Linked DNA regions of Ovis aries: region 1 is linked to region 2. Evidence: chromatin contacts called from public Hi-C data. All regions are on one chromosome and are shown on one strand. Each heading gives the region's core, a stretch centred on a gene start, on an enhancer-like site or on the middle of the called end of the contact. The rest is flanking DNA. Distances are from core to core; before and after follow the strand shown.

Region 1 (5,610 bases), core at 1,484-3,983, 74 kb after region 2:
CCCATTTGTTAAATTTACTAAAAATCACTGAGTTGTTCGCTTGAAATGGGTGGACAATAGGATATACAAAATAATGTCAATAAAGCTGTTTTTCAAGAGGCAAATGTCTGGCTCTCTTTGGACCCTTTTGAGGGGATTTCAGAGTGAGAACTCTGCGTGGAACTTGGACAAATGACACAGGTAAACGACAGCACGGCCAACAAGGACACTGACTGTGCTCGTGCTGTGTGGGTTCAAATCCTGGTTCCAGCACGTTCTTATCTTTTTGGTACCTTAGCTTCTTTTGTTTATAAAATAGGTTTCGTAACACCCAGCTCTTTGGATAGTTGTGATAATTAAAGGAGGCAGTAAAACATCTGTCACAATGCTTAGCTATTAGCACACCTAGTCATTGTTATTATTCCTAAGACTGTCCTTCAGGAGCCACCCCTGAGAACCCGGTTGTGCCCAGGACTGGGGCCCAAAGCTCTGAGTGGCTGGAACTGAAGCTACAGGAGCAAAGGTGGCGGAGCTGCATAAAAACAACCCAGGTAAACCGCAGGGCGCCAGCACCACGATGCCACCTACCGAGCTTTACTTTCTTCCTTCTCTCATCAAGTTTCTGGGTCCTCTCTGCCGCCTGCTTCCTGGCTTTCCTGACCTTGTCATACGCAGCCTGGCAGAAGGAAGGAACACAGGGGCAGTCAACGGGGTAACACACACAGCGCCAGGCCTCCTCCCTGGCCCCGCCTCTAGCCCTAGAGCTAGTGAGACTGTCTGGTGACAGTCTCCAGGCGAGGACAGCATGGCCGAGTATAGAGGATGAAGCACACAGCGGTCTCTAAATGTAGGGGACAATTCAGACAGAGGAGGATGTGCTTACCCTGGCGGCAGCATCGGTCAGTACCTCCAAGGCCTGAGAAAGCTGGTGGAAGAGTTCAGCTGAACAGAGAGATCAAAAAAGAGAGAAGAGAAAAGTACAGTTAGACTTGGTGACAGTGTGCTCCCTCAGAAAAGCACCTCAAAGAAGCCACAGGCGGCTGGAAAGGAAGACATCAACAGGTGCCCAACCAACAAAAAAGGGTAAGCATATCAGCAACTGATCAGACGCCCTTAACGTGTGAAGTGCAGCCGCGGGCCCAGTGCCCAAAGTCGGGCTGTGTGCGTTGACCTCCATGGCACTCACAGCACACCCAGGTGGGTTGGGCTCCTCCCCATGCCGAGGAGAGGCTCACCTGCTCTCGGATTATCCGGGTTTTTGTCTGGGTGGCAGGAGAGGGCCTTCTGTCTATATGCCTTCTTCACCTGGAAGAGACAAGATTGGGTTATTCATTCTCGCACCCCAAGATGGACAGGAAAACACTGGTAATGGGATAAGGGAAATCCAGGGAGGGCTCTGCATCGCTACAGGAAGGTTGCCACACTGAAACAGTCATCTCACAACCACAGTGGAGATCTTCAGTGGAAGCAAAGGCTATGGAGGAAGCTGAAGGCTGCCCAGCAGCAGGGTTGGGCCTGCTTCCTGCCGAGCGCCTAGTCTCACCTCTGTGGATGTCAGAGGCTCCTGGCAGGGGCAGATTCCCTCTAGCCACCCAGAAACAGGCACTCACACAGTCTTAGTGTAATGTAATGTAGGCCAGGGCAACATTTCCGCAGGGAAACTTAGCCATCAACATTTTAAATGTACTTTCTCTTTGACTTATTATGGAATTTGGACTTGCAGAAGCATGCCAAAATAAATATACAAGGATGCCCACTAAAACATAGTTTATATAAGCCCCAAAGTAAAGCCAACCAAAGTCTCCAGCAACGAGGAGACTCACTTAAGAAATCGCCATAGACAAAAGTCTGTATGTGCTGTCCAGAAACATCCTCAAGTCCTCATTACAAGAAAGAAAACTGATTAGGTATGATGACAAACAGCAAATCATTATGTTCTACACCTGAAACTAATCCAACGTGATGTGTCCATTATACCTCAACTTAAAAAAAAGGAAGTATCTTCAAGGTACAGTGCGTTTTAAAAAACAGGGCTTAGAACAGTACATATTAATATGATAATTTGGGGGTTAAAATAAACCAAAAATAAAAGAAATGTAAATAGTTAGAAACACTCAAGCATGTGCAAGCCTTTGTTTTCCTTTTTTCCTCACAGCAATCACAAGAAACAGTGGTTTCTTTCGGAGAGAAGCTGAAAGTGGAGGGGAAAGAAACATTCACTTCTCATTGTATACTTTTCTGTGGTTCTAATTTTCAAATCTTAAACTAGTCTTTATTATTATTTTTTTTATTGATAACAGGGGTTATCTTGGTGGGAAAGCTATGGTCTATTTTTAGTTTTCATCTTTGTACCTCTTTATTAAAAAGAAAATAAGTATTATTTTTTATATTAGTAAAACTAAATAAACATAGCTACCAAGGTTCTCTTTTGAATATTCCCCACTCAGAGCACAAAACCCAGAAATCCTCTGCTTTCTGAGGCCTTGCCCTCACTCTGCCTGTATATGTTACCTACTGCTCAAATCTCTTGGGAGGAGAAGCCTCTAGCCCAGAACCTCTACCAGTAGCTGAGCAGACTGGCTCTCCAGGCTTCCTATGGGGAACCAATAAACATTTCAATCCAAAGTGTGCTAGAAAAGGGCCTCCAGAGGCAAACAGCCAGCACCCCCAGGGGAGGGTCTGTGGCCCAGTGCCGGCTGCACCTTCGGCTACAGCTAGCCCAGGACCTCTGGGGTGTGCTGCCACCTGCTGGGCCAGAGCTGGAACCACACCTTCACTTGCCCAGGCAAGCAAGCCCATCTATTAATAGCTCTCCTGGCTGAGCCTGAGGAAGCAGGAACCACTCCCAGCACAGGCTTTGGCAGAAAGTGTAAAAGTCCCTCCCTGGCCCCTAACCTTCCCAACAGCCCACTTATGTTCACCTCCTCACCCCAACCTAGGTCTTCACCAACAATAACAAAATCCAGCTTTTTTTTTCACTATTTGTTGTTCAGTCACTCAGTCGTGTCTGACTCTTTGCCACCCCATGGACTGCAGCTCACCAGGCTTCTCTGTCCTTCACTATCTCAAACCCATATCCACTGACTCAGTGATGCCATCCAACCATCTCATCCTGTCGCCCCCTTCTCCTCATTAAAAATAATAATAAGGGAAGAGGAGGTGACAGTTTCATACAGTCTTACATTTGACATGTCATCTTTTACTCTTGAGGCAACTTATCATTTGTCATTCCTCCCTTTACTCTTTCTTTTCCCTTCTCCATTTATGCCTAGGGCCTTATTTATTTTTCACTTTAAACCAAGCCTTTATTATATACTCTTTATATTTGCAGGTTTCCCCCATGGCTCAGTAGTTTAAAAAATCCACCTGCTAATGTAGGAGAACAAGTGTCTTTTGTTTTTCAATAAGTAAAACAATACAAAAATATATAAAGAGAGAGAGAACTAAAAAGCTAGTGTTCTTTCCCTATTTCCCCAGCCCTCTTTTCAAAGACCTTCCCCCGATCATTCCAACAAACAGAAGTCACTGGGATTTGTTTCTGCCTCTCTGCCCCCACCTCTCCTCGCTCTCTGATCCCAGGCGCTGTGTCTGAACTGGTTGAGAGGAAGAGGAAGGGAGAACAGGGTGTCTTTTGCCTCAATCTGCAACACTGCCCTCAGGACCAGGATTAGCAGGCATGCCCTACAAAGGCTGAATTTTGTGGAAGATGGTTTCTTTTGTATCATGGAGCTCTTTTAAAGTGTTACGTATTCTTTTTTGTAAATGCGAAAAAGGACAATAAGAGGGAGGGAAGGAGTAAATAGTAGGAATAGTAGGAAATACTAAATAGTAGTAAATAGTAGGAATAGTAGGAAAGCAAAATAAGAGGCAAGAGGGGGTTAGGTGGTAAAACACTCTTCATTTTCTTTTCTTGCTTTAGAGAATGCTTTATAGTTCTTTATTCTAAAGGAATGATATTAAATAGCTTTCTGTTTTATATTTCATTTTAATGCTCTATATCAGAATTTTTTTAACTTAAACAGGAAAATTGTTCAAACAAAAAAACCTAATTATATAATAATGGGAAATTAATCTACAAATATTAGTTTGTTTTCTCATCAATTCTCTTTCCAGAATATGTTCCTTTGACAAATGTCTTTAACAGTCTCGTCAGATTTCATTTGAAGCAACAGTATAACTAGACCAAGGTCACCTCAGTCCCCATCTGGGTGGACCCCCATCTTACTCCCACCCCTCCAGCCTCCCACACACTCAACATCTATAACCAAACACAACTGCCCCAATCAACTTGATGTATCCTGGACCTCTATCCCCTCAAGGCCTAGCCTGGGCCTCCATTTCCAAATCACCCCTTGAAGGTGTGAGGAACTGAACATTCTGTATTTAGGAATCCTACTGAAAAAAATTACCAGTCTCATGCCAGTGGCCGGGTGAGTAAGGGGAGAGGTGAGGTCAGAAAGGCAAGGGCATGCTGGTATTCATTCTTGGAGAGGAATGTCTACAGATAGGAGGGGAGCTCTCTGAGAGCCCTTTGGTACAGCACCAAATCTACCCCACCTCCTGGGTCCACTCATGGAGCATGGAGAATACAGAAGGACTGAGCTGAAGCTGGGGATACAGAGAATAATCAGGAATTTCCCTGACACTGAAGAGGAAGGACACTGCTTAGCAAGGAAAATGGCTGTGAAAACAATGAATTATACTACAGTTGTAAGATTCCTTAAGTGAGGTCCCTAAGAATGGAAAAAAAAAGAGAGAGAGAGTTAATTTTAGCCTTAAAGGCCTCACACAGGAGATAACATCTGAGCTGGATCTGAAAGCTGAGTAATAGTTCTCCAAGCAGAGCCAGAAAGGGCATTCAAGACAGAGGGTGTGGAAGAACCTGACTTCCCTTCAAGCCCCAAACCAGCTCAGAAGAGAAATATGTTTTCCTTTAATGAGGAAAAGGTACTGAGAACAGAAAAGGACGTGAAAAGGCAGAGACGTGGTTGCAATAAAACATGGAAGTAAAAATGTTTTTGTCAAAGAATATTTTAATTTAAAAAAAAAAAAAAAAACCTTTGACCAAAGAAAGTAACAGAAGAAAACCAGGGAAAGAATAAAATTCACACAAACAAGTTTTAAAAACACAAACTTGGGATGAAGAGATGCTCGGGAGCGAGGGCACACATGAAGGCAAAGAACGCAAAACTGGCCTGAGAAGAGAAAGACCTAAAGGTAACTCAGGTGTGACACTGAAAATACAAGAAATGTAGCATGATTCATAAGGTATGTGTCATTCATAAAACAGAGAGTGGACCAATTAGAAGGAAAAGCCCCACAGTGCATACGAGCAGGGCCAGATGTGGAAAGCCTTCTAAGATCAAAAGCGATGAATCAGGATGAATGACTAAAGAGGTTTTAGGGGTCTCCAAGCCCAAAGAACTTGAACCCTAAAGTTCTCTTTGAGCTAATGAAAGTTTGTCGTGAAGCACAAAGACAAGATTAACGGAACATATAAGCATGGCCAAGAAACAAACAGTAATAAAGGTAAAAATTCAATGTATGGTAAAAAGTATTACTAAAATCCAACATAATGAGTGAAAAAAGTTAGTTCTTCATCTCAAGCCATATACCAAAATAATTCCAAAT
Region 2 (5,442 bases), core at 786-3,285:
TGTTTAACTCTCTCCCACTTCCTTATCTCAATTTCTTAACCTTTCTGCAAATGGGTTTTCTTTGGTTTGACATCCACACAGCCACAGGAATTCTATTTTAATGAGAGGTCAAAGTCATGTATCATCACACAGCCAAGAGGGGCTGTGGGTTTGCAGATGTTCTAAGGAGAGTATGTGAAGAATAGGCATGAAGGTGTGTATCTCTGGTATGGGTGGCAGTTCACGATTATCCCCAATTACTATCTAGAATCATTAGTTAGGTTACTTCTACTTTCAGAATGCTTCCTGAATCTGTTCTGTCATTGCTCTAATGCAAACCTTCATCTTGAGAAATGGAGTTATTTCCTGCCATATCAATTAACAAGGATCTCACCAGACTCTTGCATCTTCCCAGACATGGAAAATCATCAAATTTCTTAACTTGGGATATCTGGTTTCCTTTAACAATAATCTCTGATATTCAGCCTGCCTGCCCTTTGTCATAGAACTTCTATATAACCTGGCTCCTCCCCTTGACTCCTCGGAGCAGTTCTCTCAAGGCTACTTGAGATGCTGCCTCCTGGGGTTAAGTCCTAAAAATTCCCACCAAATAAAACAACTCTCAACCTTTAGGTTGTGACTATTTTTTAAATCGACAATCTCTTGCCTGAAATATTTCAAGCACTTCATAACAGTTTCTATTGTTTTTACTCTATCCTGAAATCTGTCCTTCAATGCCACAGGGTAACCATGTGAGGATTAAATAAAAAGTTCATGAATTTTAAAGCACTCCACAAACATAAAGTGGTGTGGAACAAAAAACAGGTATAAAGCATGAGATTCATTGGATTAAAAACTTTCAGATGTACCCATTACCTAAAGAATAAAGATCAAAGTTCTATAATGGTCTTATACGACTCTTCATGCTGCTGCTGCTGCTGCGAAGTCGCTTCAGTCGTGTCCGACTCTGTGCGACCCCACAGACGGCAGCCCACCAGGCTCCTCAGTCCCTGGGATTCTCCAGGCAAGAATACTGAAGTGGGTTGCCGTTTCCTTCTCCCTACTTCTCTTCATGGAAATAATATAAACGTAAACTCTCAGCACCTGGTAAGACACTTTTCCTCCCTCATCAGACAGTACTCCTTAACCACAGTTAATTTCCATACCCACACAGCGCTATTCGCTTATAATGTCTTCCATCTCATCTACGCCCAGTAAACACTAATCACCCTTTAAAACTGGAATCAACTTTTAATAAACTACGAAAAGATTTACATTCTCAAAATCCAGAGTCCTGCAAATTTCCAGTAAAGTACCACAGCTTGACTAATAGTTCAGTCCGTCCTTTCTCTCCATTAGCTTTCTGTTCCAGTTTCACCCAGGTACTTCAGCGGCATCAGCTCCACCATCTACAAGAGCCTAGAAAGCGCCTGAACTCCGTAATTGGTCTAAGTTAGAGGCTCAGCGCACCCTGAAGGGCCAAATGCCCCAGGTTAGACACTTAAGAAACAAATTAAGAGCTCCCAGTGCTGTGCTTAGTCGTTCAGTCGTGTCCAACTCTTTGTCACCCCATGGGCTGTAACCCGCCACTCTCCTTTGTCCATGGGGATTCTCCAGGCAAGATTACCGGAGTGGGTTGCCATGCCCTCCTCCAGGGGATCTTCCCGACCCAGGGATCGAACCCAGGTCTTCCTCAGTGTAGGCGGATTCTTTACTGTCTAAGCCACCAGTCCCCAAGAGCCTGGCTATTCCCAAGAGGGGCTGAGGAGCTACAGCTGAGTCGCCCGCCCGCGGTGCATACTGGGATATGTGGTCTCGGGAGGCCCACAGCCTCTTGGGAGTTGTAGTCCTCGATCTGGTAAAGGGTGAGAAAAACGCAACTCTCAAGTTCTGGATTAGTCCTAACGGAGAAAAAGAAGACGGGAACCCATAACATCCTGCAAGCTCAAGTTCTTTGAGCCCAACTCTCGATCTCACGAGTGGTCGAGGCGGCTGGAAGGCGGGCCCGAGAAGGGTGGGGAGACGTTACGTTGACGCGGGCGTGACCTTGCCCAATAGGATTTGGCGGGATTTCCGAAAGCTGTAGGCAGAGCGCGCGCTGCGGCTTGAGACCGAGGCCTAAGAGGAGGTGAGACCCGCCGCAGGAGCGCAGTTGGAAGCTCAAACTCGCCTGGGTTTTGTGCTGAAGGCCGAAGCAAGGGAGTAGAGAAGCGGGGCACAAGCGAGGGGATCTACAGTCCGTCCGGGATCGGGCGCGGGCGGGTCCAGCAGACGGTAGTCGGAGTGTGCAACCTGCCCTAGCGAATAGCAAAGCACGGCAGGTCCAGGTGAGTGTGAGACGGAGACCAAGCCCCTTCCACCGCCAGGTTAGTCCCGGCATAAGCCGGTCCCAGGCTTAAACCCAGATTTGGGCCCCAGCTCCGCAGCCTTAGGGGCCCCTCTGTTTCTCCCAAGTGAGAAACTCAGAAATGGCGGGGCGGAGCGGGGACGTGTCCGGGCTACTTCGACCGTCGGAGTTCGCTGAGGGGAAAATAGAAGCGCACTCTAGCGTTTAGAGCTGGGAGGAACCTTGGGAGGCCTTCATTTCCAACACCTACTTAATGGGCGTCCGCGAGGAATCCAAGATCCAGAGACGTGTAGTGACAGAGTCACAGCTCTTAAGCCAGAACCACGGTTTCCAGGTTTCTGGTCAGTGCCCTTTCCATTACACAAAATTTTGCTTACCAGAGTACCCACCTCCAGTTACCAGTAAGATAATTTGCTTTTTCTAATGCGGAAGACCTTTTACGTGATGTCTAGGTAATGATCTGTAGTGACGTATGCTGTTTTTTCTTAAACTTATAAGCCAAGTGTAGTATACAAATAGAAAAATGCACAGATCAAAAGTGTGTACAGCTTCATGAGTCATTACAAAATGAATATACCACTCAGATCAAGAAAGAATGCTGTCATCACCCGGGAGCCTCCCTTGTGCCCCCTTCTCTAATACTCTCCCTTCTCGCCAGAGGTAACCACTGTGTTGACTACTAATACCATTGATTAATTTTGCCTGTTTCTGAATTTTATGTAAAGAAAGACTATTTTTGTGTCTGGCTTTGCTCAACGTTCTGTCTGTAGGTTCGTGTCTTTGCATTTAGCAATACTTTCTCGTTGCTTTGTTGTAGTCCTATTCATTATACCAATGATGGATATCAGGATTATTTCTAGTTTTTAGCTTTCAGGACAAAGGTGGCTGAGAAAATTCCTGCATACAGTTTAGTGCACACGTATATGTTTTTCAGTGGGTTAATAGTAATAATAATAATAGAGTGGCAAAATTCCTGGGTCAAAGTATTTGTCTGTCTTCACCTTCCATGTTTAATACAGTACCAATACACTCGAACCAGCGGTGAATGAGTGTTCAGTTGTTCCACACGTTTGCTAATAGTTAATGTTAATCTTTTAAAATTTTAGCTATTATCTTGTGGTTTTAATTTTAGTTTTCCTGATTATTAATGAAATTGAGCATTTGTGGATACATTTATTAACCATTTGAGTATCTTCTCTTGTGACATGCTTGTTCAGATCTCTTTTGCCTATTTTTTATTGGGTTGTCTTTCTTGCTGGTTTGCAAGAATTCTTTATATATTCTCGTTATCAGCCGTGAGGTATATTTGTGGTGAATTTTTCCCCCCTCGCTATTGTTTGACTTTCTTTCTTGCAGTGGTGTCTTGATTAGATGTTTTCAGTCGCTCAGTCATCTGGCTTTTTTTTTTAAAATTGTTTATTTGGCTGCACTTGGTCTCAGTTGTGGCATGTGGAATCTAGTTCCCCAACCAGGGATCGAACTTGGGCCCTCTGCACTGGGAATGTGCAGAGTCTTAGCCACTGGACCACCAGGGAAGTCCCAGCCCTCTGACATTTTGTGACACCATGGACTGTAGCCCTCCAGTCTCCTCTGTCTGTGGAATTTTCCAGGTACATGGGATCTTTCCAACCCAGGGATTGAACCCATTTCTCTTGCATCTCCTGCATTGGCAGGTAGATTCTTTATCACTGTGCCACCTGGGAAGCCATAGCCTTTTTTTGGGAGGGGGCTGCACTGGGTATTAGTTCCTATACGTGGGATCTAGCTACCTGACCAGGGATTGAGCACCAGCCCCTGCATTGGGAGCTTGGAGTCTTAGCCACTTGACTACCAGGGAAGTCCCAGCCATAGCATTTTGATGGATGGAATTTCTAAATTTAAATATAGTCCAGTTTTTCAGCCTGTTGCTTTTTGATTACTGCTTTATGTATACAGTTCCAGCCATCTTTTTCATAAATTATGAAGGAAGACACTTTAAGTTGCCTTCAGATGATTCTGATATTTGGAATTATAAACTCACATTATGCTAAGCATGCCATCTAAGAGAACTGCACCTGAACCAGTCAAGAACAAATGGTCACCTTCTGTCAAGCCTCTAAGACTGGAGACTCCTTACCTGTTATTTTTTGAATTAAATTTATCTTGATTGTTAAATTGTCCAGATTATTTTGGTGTGACTTAAGTATATTTATCCTTGTAGACATCAAGATTTGTTTGCTTTTACTAATACCTCATGAAGAAAATTAAAATTTTTTGTTCTCCATTCTTTCAATCAGTGCAATCTTAACTATTAAAATAATCTGACTTTTGTATTGGCCTTGTATGGAAGATGTCAAACTGAGCAAGGTACTTCCATGTTACTTATTCATTTGTGCATTCAGTGAAGTCTGGCATTGGTTAAAATGTTGCTCTTTAAATTTCATACACTTTTGTTACAAAGAACCAAAATGTGGGACTACAAACTATGATTATTGCCTAAGGTTCGGAGAATTCTCGTCTCAGTCCACTGTTTCTGTGTCAGGAGTGGAGATTTATGGCAGTGATTCTGTACCTTCATTTCACTATTTTCCCATCACCCCCAAACCCTGCTTTCTTGGAAGAGAACAGTGGAATTGAAACGGTTTAACCCTAAATCAGTTTTGGGTTTTTTTTAAGTAGAGTCCTGGAAAATCTGCATTCAGTTGCCGAATATTTAACAAACACCTAACATTTATGATATATCTTAAGTTATACACAAATAAGACTTGGCCCTTATCTATAAGAAATATGAAGCAGGAGAACTGGGGGACATAGTTCATATAGTTAAGCTGTCTAGGTGGAAGGGAAAGCTGGTGAGGGATTTCTTCTTTCTCCTGCCGTGGGTAAGTCAGGGATTAAACCAAAAGCCTAGTCATTTTTTTCTTAATATATATATTTTATTGAACAATAGTTGACTTACAATGTTTCAGGTATACAGAACGGTGATTCAGTTAGACATATATATTATTTTTCACTTTATTTCCCATTGTAGTTTATTACAAGATATTGCCTATAGTTCCCTGTGCTATACAGTAAACTTTTGTTGCTTATTGTGTATCTATTTTTTAATTAAAAATCTAGCATTCTGTTCATACTAA

What was found. Hi-C and Micro-C count contacts between places; a contact is called where the count stands out from the background.
Region 1: a contact with region 2 is called in a Hi-C map of liver, with 3 times the contacts expected there. The contact joins the enhancer-like site here to the promoter of RAD51 in region 2. A contact is called at or near these places in 3 of 16 Hi-C or Micro-C datasets (liver, mixed tissues and tail adipose tissue).

Annotation. Positions count from the first base shown.
Region 1 is chr7:34,532,113-34,537,722 of ARS-UI_Ramb_v3.0, forward strand. It overlaps DNAJC17 (DnaJ heat shock protein family (Hsp40) member C17), which reads right to left. Exons shown (of 12, transcript XR_006060355.2): 2 at 1,215-1,284; 3 at 863-921; 4 at 568-655. Among named protein-coding and RNA genes, the nearest start is that of C7H15orf62, 11 kb to the left of the region's middle. Within about 2 kb of position 2,734, at least 12 of the 54 cell types and tissues checked have an H3K27ac peak or open chromatin away from gene starts, as enhancers often do. A contact at or near this core is called in liver, where this site is marked.
Region 2 is chr7:34,458,986-34,464,427 of ARS-UI_Ramb_v3.0, forward strand. It overlaps RAD51 (RAD51 recombinase), which reads left to right and starts at 2,036. Exons shown (of 10, transcript XM_042252290.2): 1 at 2,036-2,306.